Regions from separate parts of the Xenopus laevis genome. Here region 2 is linked to region 1. Evidence: chromatin contacts called from public Hi-C data. All regions are on one chromosome and are shown on one strand. Each heading gives the region's core, a stretch centred on a gene start, on an enhancer-like site or on the middle of the called end of the contact. The rest is flanking DNA. Distances are from core to core; before and after follow the strand shown. Region 1 has its middle 22 kb from the start of asb4.S. Region 2 has its middle 23 kb from the start of pdk4.S.

Region 1 (5,731 bases), core at 908-3,407:
ATAATTATCATAATAATAGTAATTAATAAAAATAATAATAATGTATTCATCTCACCTGGCCACCTGGTGTTCTTGGTCACACAGTGTAGTAAGGGAAGAATCCAGACACCCTAGGTGACCCGGACGGCCACCACGCTCCCCCCCTGTGCATGCGCGACCCCAACTGCAAATCACACGTGCATGTGATGTAGGCGAGGGACAGACAGAGTAGGGAAAGGGAGCGATGGAGGGGAGGGAAGGAGGGAGATCGACCGAGGGAGGGAATCAAACATGGACTAGGAGTATGCAGCAGAAGACAGATTAACAGGTACCTGCCTAGCCCCCCGTATCATTACACCCTGTGCAGGTGCCTCTATGCCAACCCCTAGTTCCAGTCCTGGTAGAATTTCACTGTTATTGTTCTGTCAATTAACCCTTGTGGTCCATATACTTAGTGCTGTGCATCTCTAATACAGTCAAGATGTCACTGCACTGACCAGCTCTCCAGTGTATTTATACGCTACTTAATATTGGAGGTGTTCAACCCATAACCACTGTGTGAGGAGGAGATCAAAATACCGTATATACTTTCTGCTGTGACTTTCTGCCTTACATTGTACAGGAATGGCCTGGGCCTATCTGATAATGATGTGATCCAAATCCAATAACACTGGAAATCTGCCCCCAGAATACTGATGTCTCTGCATACCTATGCTGGGCTGAAATTGTTTTACTAACATGGTATAAAGATTTATCTCTAATTGACTGGCCCGCCACTCTCCTACTCACAACTGCCCCAATTATCTGTTCCCTTGTACTGTGTGTAGAAGTGCAGCACTGTTAGTGTTTGCCATCTTGTGCTGTGTCACTTCTGTTCCCTGTTTTGGTCACTGCTTGGGCCTCCAGCCTCAATACTCCTACTCACCAATTGCCAAAATCCCAACAGGCAATGGAAGTGAAAGCACTGAACATGTTACAGTATAAAAGTATTAAGTGTTAGTTGTGCAAAATGATAAAAAAGATTTGGTGCATAGGCTTTACTTCCCCTTTAAGCTGTGCAAAGAGAATGATTCTTACAGGAAAAGAGTGATGAGTCAGGCACATTATTTTATTCTTATTATTAGTTTGAACTATATCATTATAGTTTTTTAAAGGTAGAGAAGCTTAAAAGATAAGTAAACCTTTAAGTGAACGTAAGGTTGATGAGAGTGCTTCCATGATATTAAGGGATACATGTACTGTTGAGATGAATTAATTTTGTGGCATTGTTATAACTAGTGATGGGTGAATTTGTCCCTGAAAAATTAGCAAAGCAAAAATTTTGACACCCGTGTCAATATTGACGCCCGCGTCAATTCTGACGCCAGTGTTAAAGTCAATGGGTGTCTGAATAATGACGCGTGAAAGTTTTGATGAAAGCAACTTTTATGATGCGCGTCCAAAAATTTTTAACGTCGACGAATTTTCAATGCGATAAGTTATTCCTTTGTGCGAACACTTTTTCCTTTTCGCGAATTTAATATAGCTTTTGCGAACCCGGAAACTGTTTAGCGACTTCTTCCAACAGTGGAAGACGGTTTGCGAATTTTCTAGTTTGCGCCAGTGCACAGTGAAGGTAATAAAACTTCTTACCTTTGCTCCAAACTATTGATGGGTGAATTTCTCCCGTTCACAAAACTCGAATTTTGACGCCGAGTCAATTTGCGTCAATTTTGAGGCCGGCGTTAAAGTCAATGGGCGTCCGGATAGCGTTGACTTTTCCGACTCCAAAAGATTATGACATTTAATGAAGATTAAAATGCTCAATGCAATAACAGGAAGAATATTACACTGCGAAATGGAAATTTTTATTCTTATTTGTGCAAACTGTTTTTCTCTTTGTGACTTTTTTTTATTGTATTCCTCCATAATACCTGAACATAAGAGATTGGTAGGCATCGCACCAAGGTGTATTTATAGTAAAAATAAATACTACACTATATCATATTATTGCTTTGGCAGGGATTGGAAAATTACATACACAGGGACTTTATTTTTATTGATGTTTTTCAGGAGCATCATGTTATTTTTTTGAGTGGCCACTAGAGGGTGCTGTAACCTTGCTAGATTGTGCAGAATGAGAGTGCGTTCATAGGTCAGTTCAGCAGCTGCACAGTGCAGGGCTATTTGGGAACTAGTTCTTTCTGGTTATGTGCAGCAGTTGTTATGCTGAGTTGTTTGCGTGTGCCCCTGCCCCCATTACTTGAGCTTCATTCCATGTTTTTTCATGGTCCATTTGATGTCCCATTTTAGTGCATCATTAATCCTTCATAAATCTGTGTGTTTTTATGTTTCAAGAGGTCGATGCAATGTAGAAAAGCTGGGGTTTGCACTGGGGTGTTGGGGCATAAGGTTTGATTTCCTTTATGTTCATATAAAATATGATTACTCATTTTGAAATAGCAATTGCTATTCCTTATAATTTTGACCTTATAAATTATATATGTTCCTCAGATTCTGGGAACCTAAATCTAATTCTCTTCTCTCTCTTCCTAAAATCAAACCTACTGTCTCCACTCCTATTTCTTATACAGGTATTGGACCTATTATCCGGAATCATCGGGACCTGGGGCTTTCCGGATAACAGGTCTTTCCGTAATTTGGATCTTCACACCTTAAGACTACTAGAAAATCATATAAACATTAAATACACCCAATAGGCTGGTTTTGCTTCCAATAAGGATTAATTATATCTTAGTTACGATCAAGTACAAGCAACTGTTTTATTATTACAGAGAAAAAGGAAATCTTTTTTAAAATCTTGGATTATTTGATTATAATGGAGTCTGTGGGAGACGGCCTTTCCGTAATTCGGAACTTTCCGGATAACGGGTTTCCGGATAACGGATCCCATACCTGTATTGTGCTTAGTCTGCCTTGTGCTTGTAGTGTAAGGCGCAGGCCTGGACTGGGAGTCAAAATAGGCCCTGCCATTCCAAGTACACAGAGGCCCAAACAGCCCCCTACCAACCCAAACAGCCTCCTACCAGCCCACTATATGGTAACTTTCTATGGAACCATACAGCAGCCCCTGTGGCATTTGCCAGAATCCACAGATTGCCAGTCCGGGCCTGTAAGGGCACTCAAGGAGATTGGTCATGTGCGTTTAAATTTGCACCAACGTGGACGACAAATATCCCTGAAATGTTTTTCCGTTGGCAATCAAGTAAATCAGCGTTGGGCACATGTGCAGAGCTTTGTTTTCTGAAGATGCTTCCCGAGGAGGAGGTTTGGCTCCTGTGGTAGTGACAATTCTCCACAGATAAAGTTTTTTTAGCTTGCAAGAATGAAGTACTTGACAAAGCAGAGAGACATTTATTTACTTCTGGTATTGTTCGAACTGCAACTCCCACCGATTTTTCGGCCGACATCTGTCAGGAAATTGTTCGGCCAGGTTAAAAAATCTTTATCGGTCCCAGTGCAATCTATCTATGTTTGCAGGGACAAGCAGGCAGCTCCCCTTTGTTTTCCTGGCAAATTGGTCTTTTTACTTGATGGTAAATTTGTACGATCGTTCCGAGATAATCGTGGTCTCACGATGACGATCGGATCTTTTAAAAATCTCAACATCTATGGCCAGCTTTACACACACTGTATGAGAATAAATGAGACCATTACATAACTTGAATAGCACTAAAGGATAGTTAGTCTTTGACAAAGTGGCAGGAGCCACAAACTGTGCCATAAATAATGGCCTGTTTGTGATTGTGATATTGGAATATTTCTATGGAAATAGGGGCTGAAGAAAGTAAAAATAATGGACAATGAGGATATTCATGATGGTATCACAACTGTGCTGTTAAGATATATGGCAAGCCTTGACGTGTGCTCTGTTTCTTGGCACTGACAAATGGAACTTCCAGGGATCTGCTGTTCCTCTCCAGTATCAGTATATGACCTAACTGTCAGCAACATGCCTGCTATTCCTTTTAGCACCAGATCCCTATCCAATGGTTCTAAGTAAATACATAGCAGTGAACTCTGTTTCAAGGGAATGATGGCACCAAGAGATCAGCCAAACCTTCATTCATGCATATCTCTGTGAAAGTACAACTTTATATGGCTACTTATTGTCAGCTGGCTAGTTCCGCGGCTCTGTATAAAGGTATCACAAGCCAGTGCTCTGGACTTACATAAAACTGAATGTGATGCAAAGCTGGTTGGATTTAATGAAGTTTTTCATTCCCTTCCTACATATCTTTAAAAGTAATTATTATTAATAATAAATGATACATAACTTCTTTCCATCACTCAGTGTATCAGTTCTTTATCATACCTTTGGAAGTGTTCATCAAGCAAGACAAGGGGTCGGCATTTAGTCAGTTTCATTAGCCAGACAGGGTTAACTGGCACACTCATAGTTAATCCATAGTTTGCTAGGGAGTTTTGAAATCTATACTGCCCTACAGGAGGGAATTTTCATGCATTTTCTTTTACTCATTGATCTGTTATAAGCTAAAGTGATATAAACAGTACTTTTATGAAATATTTCATACTGGCCCACAGGTTGGGGGAGAGTTGAAAGCCCTAAAAAAAATGTATATCAATCTCAAAAGGCACCAGTAGGAACGATGTTACCCCAAGCATTTAGACAGAAGAAATTAAATTACAACAAATCACTTTCTTGAAGAACATATTTCCTATAGTTATTGTTGTAACTGTAGAGGAAAAAGACTCCACTTGCAAGGGGTGGCTGAAAGTGGTATGTCTCCTCTATACTTCTCTCTACTCTGTTCTCAAACTTCTCAGGCCCGGATTTGTGTAAAGGCCACAAAGGCCTAGGATGACAGAATATTAGGGGGGCAGCATGCCACCCAACCACACCCGCATTGGTTCGGAAGCACTGGGGATTTGCAGGGGATACAATACTTTTAAAAATTTCCAGTGCACCAATCTCCAAGTTCTCCAGACTCCAAAGATAGTTTTGGCCAAGGAGGGGTACAGCGCAATTTTGTTGCACTTCTGCGTATAGTAGTGGCCTGACTGAATCAAGTAGAGTCAGATCAAGTTTATGGCAGAACCCTGCTTAAAGGTGGCCATACACGTGCCTATTAAAAGAGGCTGTTCACCTTTAAGTTAACCAAGTATAACGTAGTGGAGAGATATTCTGAGACAATTTGCAGTTGGTTTAATTGTTTTTTATTGTTTGTGGTTTATGAGTTATTTAGCATTTTATTCAGCAGCTCTCCACTCCATTGCAATTTCAGCAATCTGGTTGTTAGAGTCCAAATTACTCCAGCAGCCATGCACTGATTTAAATAAAAGACTGGGACTTACAACCAATTACAATATGTGTAGCCTTACAGAGCATTTGTTTTTAGATGGGGTCAGTGACCTCTATTTCAAAGCTGGAAAGAGTCAGAAAAAGAAAACTATAAAAAAAGAAACATTTAAAAATTACAGGCCAACTTAAAATTAGCCATTCTATAGCGCACTAAAAGTTAACTTTAAGGTGAACTATTCCTTTAAAGCTGTCAACTGTCCTTCAGTTGGAGTTTTTTTAGCCTGTGAACGGGGCACCCCAAGATAGATATCTGTCCAAAAAGTAGTCAGATATTGGTTGGACAGGTTTGATTTTCTTATTGGGGTGAGGACTGCATCTGCACATTGTCCGAAGGTCAAACCATCATCAAATCAGCCCAATATCACCCATCTCAATGTGGTTGTATTGGAGAATGATCTGCTTATTTGGTGAACTGCAATGCTGCACAAA
Region 2 (6,233 bases), core at 60-2,559, 45 kb after region 1:
CATTAGAGAGATTATTATATGATCCCCTTATATATGTATACATAGTTAGCATATAATTTGCATATCATTTTATCCTGGTCCCCTGAAAAACTTAAAATGGGGGTTCTACTATAATCGGTTCCTCTTGCACAATAACCTTTGCCATCAACTTTTATTCAAAATGAGAGCAAATGTAAAGCCAGCTTTATACAAGGTATATATTGCCTTTTTTTACTTACGGTGATTAGACTAATGCAACTCTGATAGACTTTATTAATTGGGTTTCTGCCACTACCTGCTCCTCTGAGTTTTGGGAATTCAAGTTCAATACTACAGTCAATCCATCAGAGCATATCTTGTCTTCTTCTTCTTCTACCTCCTATTTTCTCCACCTTCATTAATTTATGTGGCCAAAGAAGCTGAACTTTAGTTTTACCATCAGTGTTTCTTGTAACAATTATGTACCTTTCTCATAGTCCAACTTTTACTGCCATATGTTACCACAGGGAAGACTACAGACCTAAATGTCAGATGGCCCCATTAGGAAAGCGAGAGCCTTGGTAGGAAGCTCAGACTAAATCCCAGTTTAGAGAAATTTTAAAATAATGCATATTTTCTTCCTTACATATATAGATATAACTAGATGCCCAGATTGAAGAGATTTGGTGGTGAACACTTATTTGTTGTCCTAGATATTCTTCGAACTAAAGCTGGCCATTCACGAATAGATCCCCCAACCTCGCCATACAAGCAGATATTTGCCCAATTTGGGTACCCATATGAATTGCCAAATCAAGTTTATTTTTGTCTTGGGTGCCAGTGTTCCGATCCTAATATATCTGTCAGACAGAGCAGAATTAATGCAACACAAATTGGGGTCAATTTAATTAAAAGCCAGTTAAAGTGGATGAAAAGTCATCCCACTAAATTTAGGTTTCAGTTAGCATCCCGCTAAAGAAGCTATTTTGCTATATGCATTCATTGTGTTTTTCTACAGTTCCAGAGGTTTAGCCTGCAGCCCTTCACTACTGGCTGGAGTAGTGGGGTAGTAGATGCTGGTTGGCTTTACAATCTCCTTCATAACATTCAATATAACTGAGATAAGTGCAAGCTTCGAATATTTTCTACAAAAATTTTTTTTTTTGCAAAGAGTTTTGCCGTTGTCAGTTATCATAAACCCCAGTGAGAAAAGGGAACAAATGCCCAACGTGTGTGTGAGTTGCTTTGTTGACCCCTTGGCAGGAAGTTGTTAGTGACAAATTGTGGTTGCATATTCCCCTCCCTACTGAGTCGGAACAGTGTGTGGGACAAGGAGGAGGCTAAGTAGGTGAAAGTTTACGCTGTTCCAGCTCAGTGTTTACTTGTAGTCATATGAGTTCATTGTGCAAAGCCCCCTTCTGGCTTATTCTTGAAATTCAAGATGAAAACATCTCAATAACATTCCACAGCCTCACTATAAACAGCCATTTGTAGTCAGGAACACCCAACCCCTTTGCTAAAGCTGCATTGTGTAACCACCAGCATGTCCAGCTACTAATAATAACTATACATCCACAGCACCACGTCATATAGGCACCCATTGTACTGCATAAAAAGTCCGACCAGGATAAAATGAAGGTAAATCCATACCCTGTTTATATTGTGCACATAACATGTGACATCTGGCTATGTCAAGCCTGGGCATAAGGAAACCTAATAGAAATAAATAGGGATGAAACCCCCACAGCCCTTTCTTAAAATAGCCCCTCCTGCTCAAAGGGTCCCCTTCCACCTTCCTTACTGCATCTAATGGTCATCCTTGCTTGGTCTTCCTATATATTTATAATTTTTCCCTATTCATAACATTGGGATGAACCGGTAAAATACTGGCCAGGTGGCAACCCTATCCTTGCCTCATTCCTGGCCCAACAAAGCAGTAACACAATGACAATGGAGGCTGCCACTCCACATCTGTGTGAAGGCTCCCTGCCATTGATTTCCAACCAGAAGCACACTCACTAGAAACCTGAAGTCAACTGGGTACAGTTGGGTATTGGATGTGGCCAGAGATGGTGCTGCTAACATTGCTCGGCTACCATGTAAGGGACAAGAGAGGATTAGATGTGGTTGGGCCGAGGGCTCTTTGCATGCATGGTAGCATGTGCCCAGGCCAGAGGGGCCCAACAGGTTTTCTCATGGTGCCCTGGAGAGCTAGTCCACTATGCACATCAAACACTGGAAATTAAGAATTTAATTGGTGCTGGAAAGCTGATATTTTTGTATGTGTGCTATAGATGATGTGATTGGTGACATAGAAAGGGTTAAGTACCCCCATTAATCAAGCTGTGGCGATGCATCATTTTCTGCAAATGCAGTCCCTTCAGTGTTTACTTGGAGTGTTTCAGGCCAGCCTGATCTAGCGTATTCAATCACTAATTTAACCTGACATTGTGCTGATCTAACAAATGAAATGCACAAACAAATCCACTGCTCGACTGATCAAAATAACATCTGTTCTAGCATGCTCTGGGTCCATGCTCCCTTATTTAAACACAAGCATGATGGGACTTTAGCTTAACAGCTGCCAGACGACACCCACGCCTTTAGATTCCTGCTCAACAGCTTCTTTTAGGTTCACTTTTTGCCTTTCAAGCAAAATAGAAAATTATATATATTTTAATTTTAATCCAGATATTTACTATCCTATTTAATTTGAAATGAAATGTCCATGTATTATTTAAACTGCTTTTCCATTAACATGTGTCTGCTGCCTGGCACCTGTTCTGGAAACTTGGTTTATTGTAGTGTATTGTAAGAAGGTCATGCATAGGGGTGTTTCAGGGTTGTGCCCAAGGCAAGGGGGCATTTCCTCTGCTGCTGCTCTTCATGTTTAAATTGTATGTGCGAGGGGGCCAAAATTCTAATTTAAAAATTAGACTTTGACTAGTAGGGTCAGACTGGACTAGCGGGACAATGAGAAAAAACCCGGTGGGCCTCAGCCCTTGTGAGCTGACCCAGACCTGCTGGTATAAGTTATGATTTGGAAGGGGGGATGAGGCTGGGGCAGGGGGCCCCCGGGGGAATGGGTAGTACGACGCTGATACCAGAGTGGCTTTTTGCTATTTTGATACAATCATTGTGTAAATGAACTCCATTCATTAAAGTTACTTGCATCCAAAACTGCTTCTTGCACTCTTGTATGCTTTGGCGGCAGGCACCATTGCAGCTAGGGTTGCCAACTTTTCTGGAAAAAATACCGGCCTTCCTTTTTTCCCTATTAATAAGGTTGGGATCAACAATCCTTTTTACTCGCCAGAGTGGTAAAATACCGCCTAGGTGGCAACCCTAATTGCAGCCCAGTAATCTGTTTGGGTGAATTGATGCGCAACTGTGCAAACGTACACTTGGGAACCCTGGAGTATTCCCACTATGCCCTACATCAAACACTCAGCACTCTACATCATACTTAAAGTTCATTTAAAGCGGAACTACCCCTTTTAAAAGCTTGTGGAATGTAGCCTACTGGAATAGGCATAATATGCATCAGCTATATTAAGGGTACATAGAGAACTGCTGCACGTGTTTTTACTAAATGCCACATAACGCAACAATTTCTCGGTAAAGAGATCCTTATAAAAGAAACTCACGGGCTGCACTTGACATAACAGCATATATTTGTGTTTCTCTGCTTGTGTATTTAAGCTTATAGATAAATACCCAATACAACTCTGTATCTTCTGTTATTGACATGAATGGAAACAGCCTGCTTGTGGGCAATTTTGGGTCCTTTGGTGCTGAGCTCTGCACCTAGTGCCGCATTTCCATAATAAACAGACTCCTAATTGTACAAAGAAGCTGATGTAAAGGGCTTGTCTGTACTGAGATTCTAAGAATTCTCTTTTTTTCCCAGTACAGTGAAAACAACAGGTGTTAGTTGTTGCCAGCTGGAGACATCTAGTGGAAGCTCATATATTCACATAGGGCGAGTATTGTTAGACAAGGAAATTTTGTTTTTAGGGAACATTGTGTTCTGAGGCAGAAGATTTGCTTCCTTCGGTACATATGTCATTACTGACCACTTTTTTTTGTTTCTTCTATTATTAGATTCTAGAATGCAAGTATCGTGCATATGGCACAGTGACAAAGCACATTCTCTAAATAGATTAAAGGGGACCCTCACCCAAAAACAGTTTTAAACAAAATTGTCTATTCTTAGCAGCTTTTTAAAACCTATTAACATATATATTCCAGAAATCTCTACATGACTTAATATGCCTATCAAAGGGAAACTGAATAATAAATTACACTGTGGTTCATCTCATTGATAATATATACAGTAGTACAAATATAAGTAGAATTTATATATATATATATATATATATATATATATATATATATATATATATATATAAATCTTTTTGCACTCTGTGTCAAAATTATGCCTTTGCTAATATAATGATGCCCCCCCTCACATCAATAGGCATACTGCACTTAACTCAGAAAAGGAGTTGAGACAGTGCAACAAAGTGCAACTATACAGAAGGGCAAGGAGCACCTTTAATGAATAGGATTTTTTCATGGAACTGACTGCATCAACTGCACTTATTGGTTGTAGATGATTTATGCATTAAAATCCCTTTTATTAGGCAGTAATTCAGAAAATCCAGGTGTTTACAAACTTTTGGTAAAGACATAACTCCTGCCATCAATTCAATTCATGTGTGCTTCAAGAGTAGAGAAGGCTCTTTGTAGCCCCAGGTGCACGCTGTCAGGGCAAATAGATGCAGATCAACAAAAGAAGCAGCACTCCGGTAATTTGAAAAAAGTGAATATTTACTTAAAGGGGACCGTCACCCCAAAATATTATTCAAAATCCTATTTTATCACATTAGTCAAGCAAAATGAACTGTAATTACACTATATAAATTATTTGAATCTTGTTTCCTATGGTCTGGGAATTCATAATTACAGCAAGCAGGCAGAAGCCATTTTGTGGAAACTGTTATTAAGTCTTGCATCATCTCAGAATCTTGTTTGTGCACCAGATGGGGGACCTGATGTCCATCCCCATGCCCTGGTTACACAATTAAATGGTTAATAGAACAGGGGGAATGTGGGGAGAGCAGTGACATCTAGGAAGTGCTGAATGGAAAGTGAAAATAATTGCCTGCCCAGCCTCTATGCCTAAGGCATAGAGGAGAGGCAGACGATATTTGATTGACAGCTGAGATTTTTAAATGAGCTTACAAAAGCTATGAATGCTTTAATAAAAACGAGGAAATTGGATTTCATGTTTGATTTGAAAACGACTTTTATTATACAGATTTTTGTGTCTGTTGTCTTTAAAGTGCCTTGAGGCAACATTTCTGGCTACTATGGCCCTTTTTCAAGCCTTTCAAGGTCAAGGCTTGGCAAAGGGCCATAGTAGCCAAAACATTGCCTTGAGGCACTTTGAGTAAAGATTCACTTTTTTCAAATTACCGGAGTGCTGCTGCTTTTTTTGATCGACATAACTCCTGCCATTCCTTCATAGCTGTATTATATTTCTAGATTGTAAGCCCTTTAGGGCAGAGTCCATTTAGCCTCTTGAATTGGTGATTGTTTTTGTTGTTGTTGCATGTATTTATGTACGTTTAATGTATACTTCCATTTATTGTACAACTTGTCATGATAAAAATTACCATGCTACCCCCTTTTTTTTGCATCTACTACTGTAGAGCACAAAGATTAGTTTACACCTGACAGAGAATGGCTACCACATAAAGGGTGACTCAGAGACTGACCATAGGCATCCATACACATGAAAGTGCAAGATGAAGTGACTGTCGGCACAAGGCGAGTTGGAATCATTGTTCTTACCACGTGCTTAAAGGAGAAGGAAAGCTACTGAGGCATTTTATTGCCAATAGATTAGCCACAATAGTGCAAGCTAGAATGCTATATTTATTCTGTAGAATGTTTTACCATACCGGAGTAAAAAGCTCTAGAAACTCTCTGTTTGTTTAGGATAGGAGCTGCAGTATTAACGTGGTGTGACATCACTTCCTGCCTGAGTCTCTCCCTGCTCTGGGCTCAGATTACAGTAGAGAAGGGAGGGGGGTGGGGGAAGAGGAGCAAACTGAGCATGCTCTTGCCCAGGGCAATGAGGTTTAAGCTGAAGGCAGGAATTCTGATACAGAAGCCCATGTGTACACAATAAAAGGAAAGAAATACAGTGTTTCTTTTGACAGGGGACTCACAGGGAGCAGCACTACTTGGGGAGTTTACTGGTATAT

What was found. Hi-C and Micro-C count contacts between places; a contact is called where the count stands out from the background.
Region 2: a Hi-C map of animal cap shows a contact between it and region 1, with 9 times the contacts expected there. The contact joins two enhancer-like sites. A contact is called at or near these places in 3 of 4 Hi-C or Micro-C datasets (the XL177 cell line, the XTC cell line and animal cap).

Annotation. Positions count from the first base shown.
Region 1 is chr6S:26,191,749-26,197,479 of Xenopus_laevis_v10.1, forward strand. No RefSeq gene overlaps it. Among protein-coding and RNA genes, the nearest start is that of asb4.S, 22 kb to the left of the region's middle. Within about 2 kb of position 2,158, at least 2 of the 7 cell types and tissues checked have an H3K27ac peak or open chromatin away from gene starts, as enhancers often do.
Region 2 is chr6S:26,237,727-26,243,959 of Xenopus_laevis_v10.1, forward strand. No RefSeq gene overlaps it. Among protein-coding and RNA genes, the nearest start is that of pdk4.S, 23 kb to the left of the region's middle. Within about 2 kb of position 1,310, at least 2 of the 7 cell types and tissues checked have an H3K27ac peak or open chromatin away from gene starts, as enhancers often do.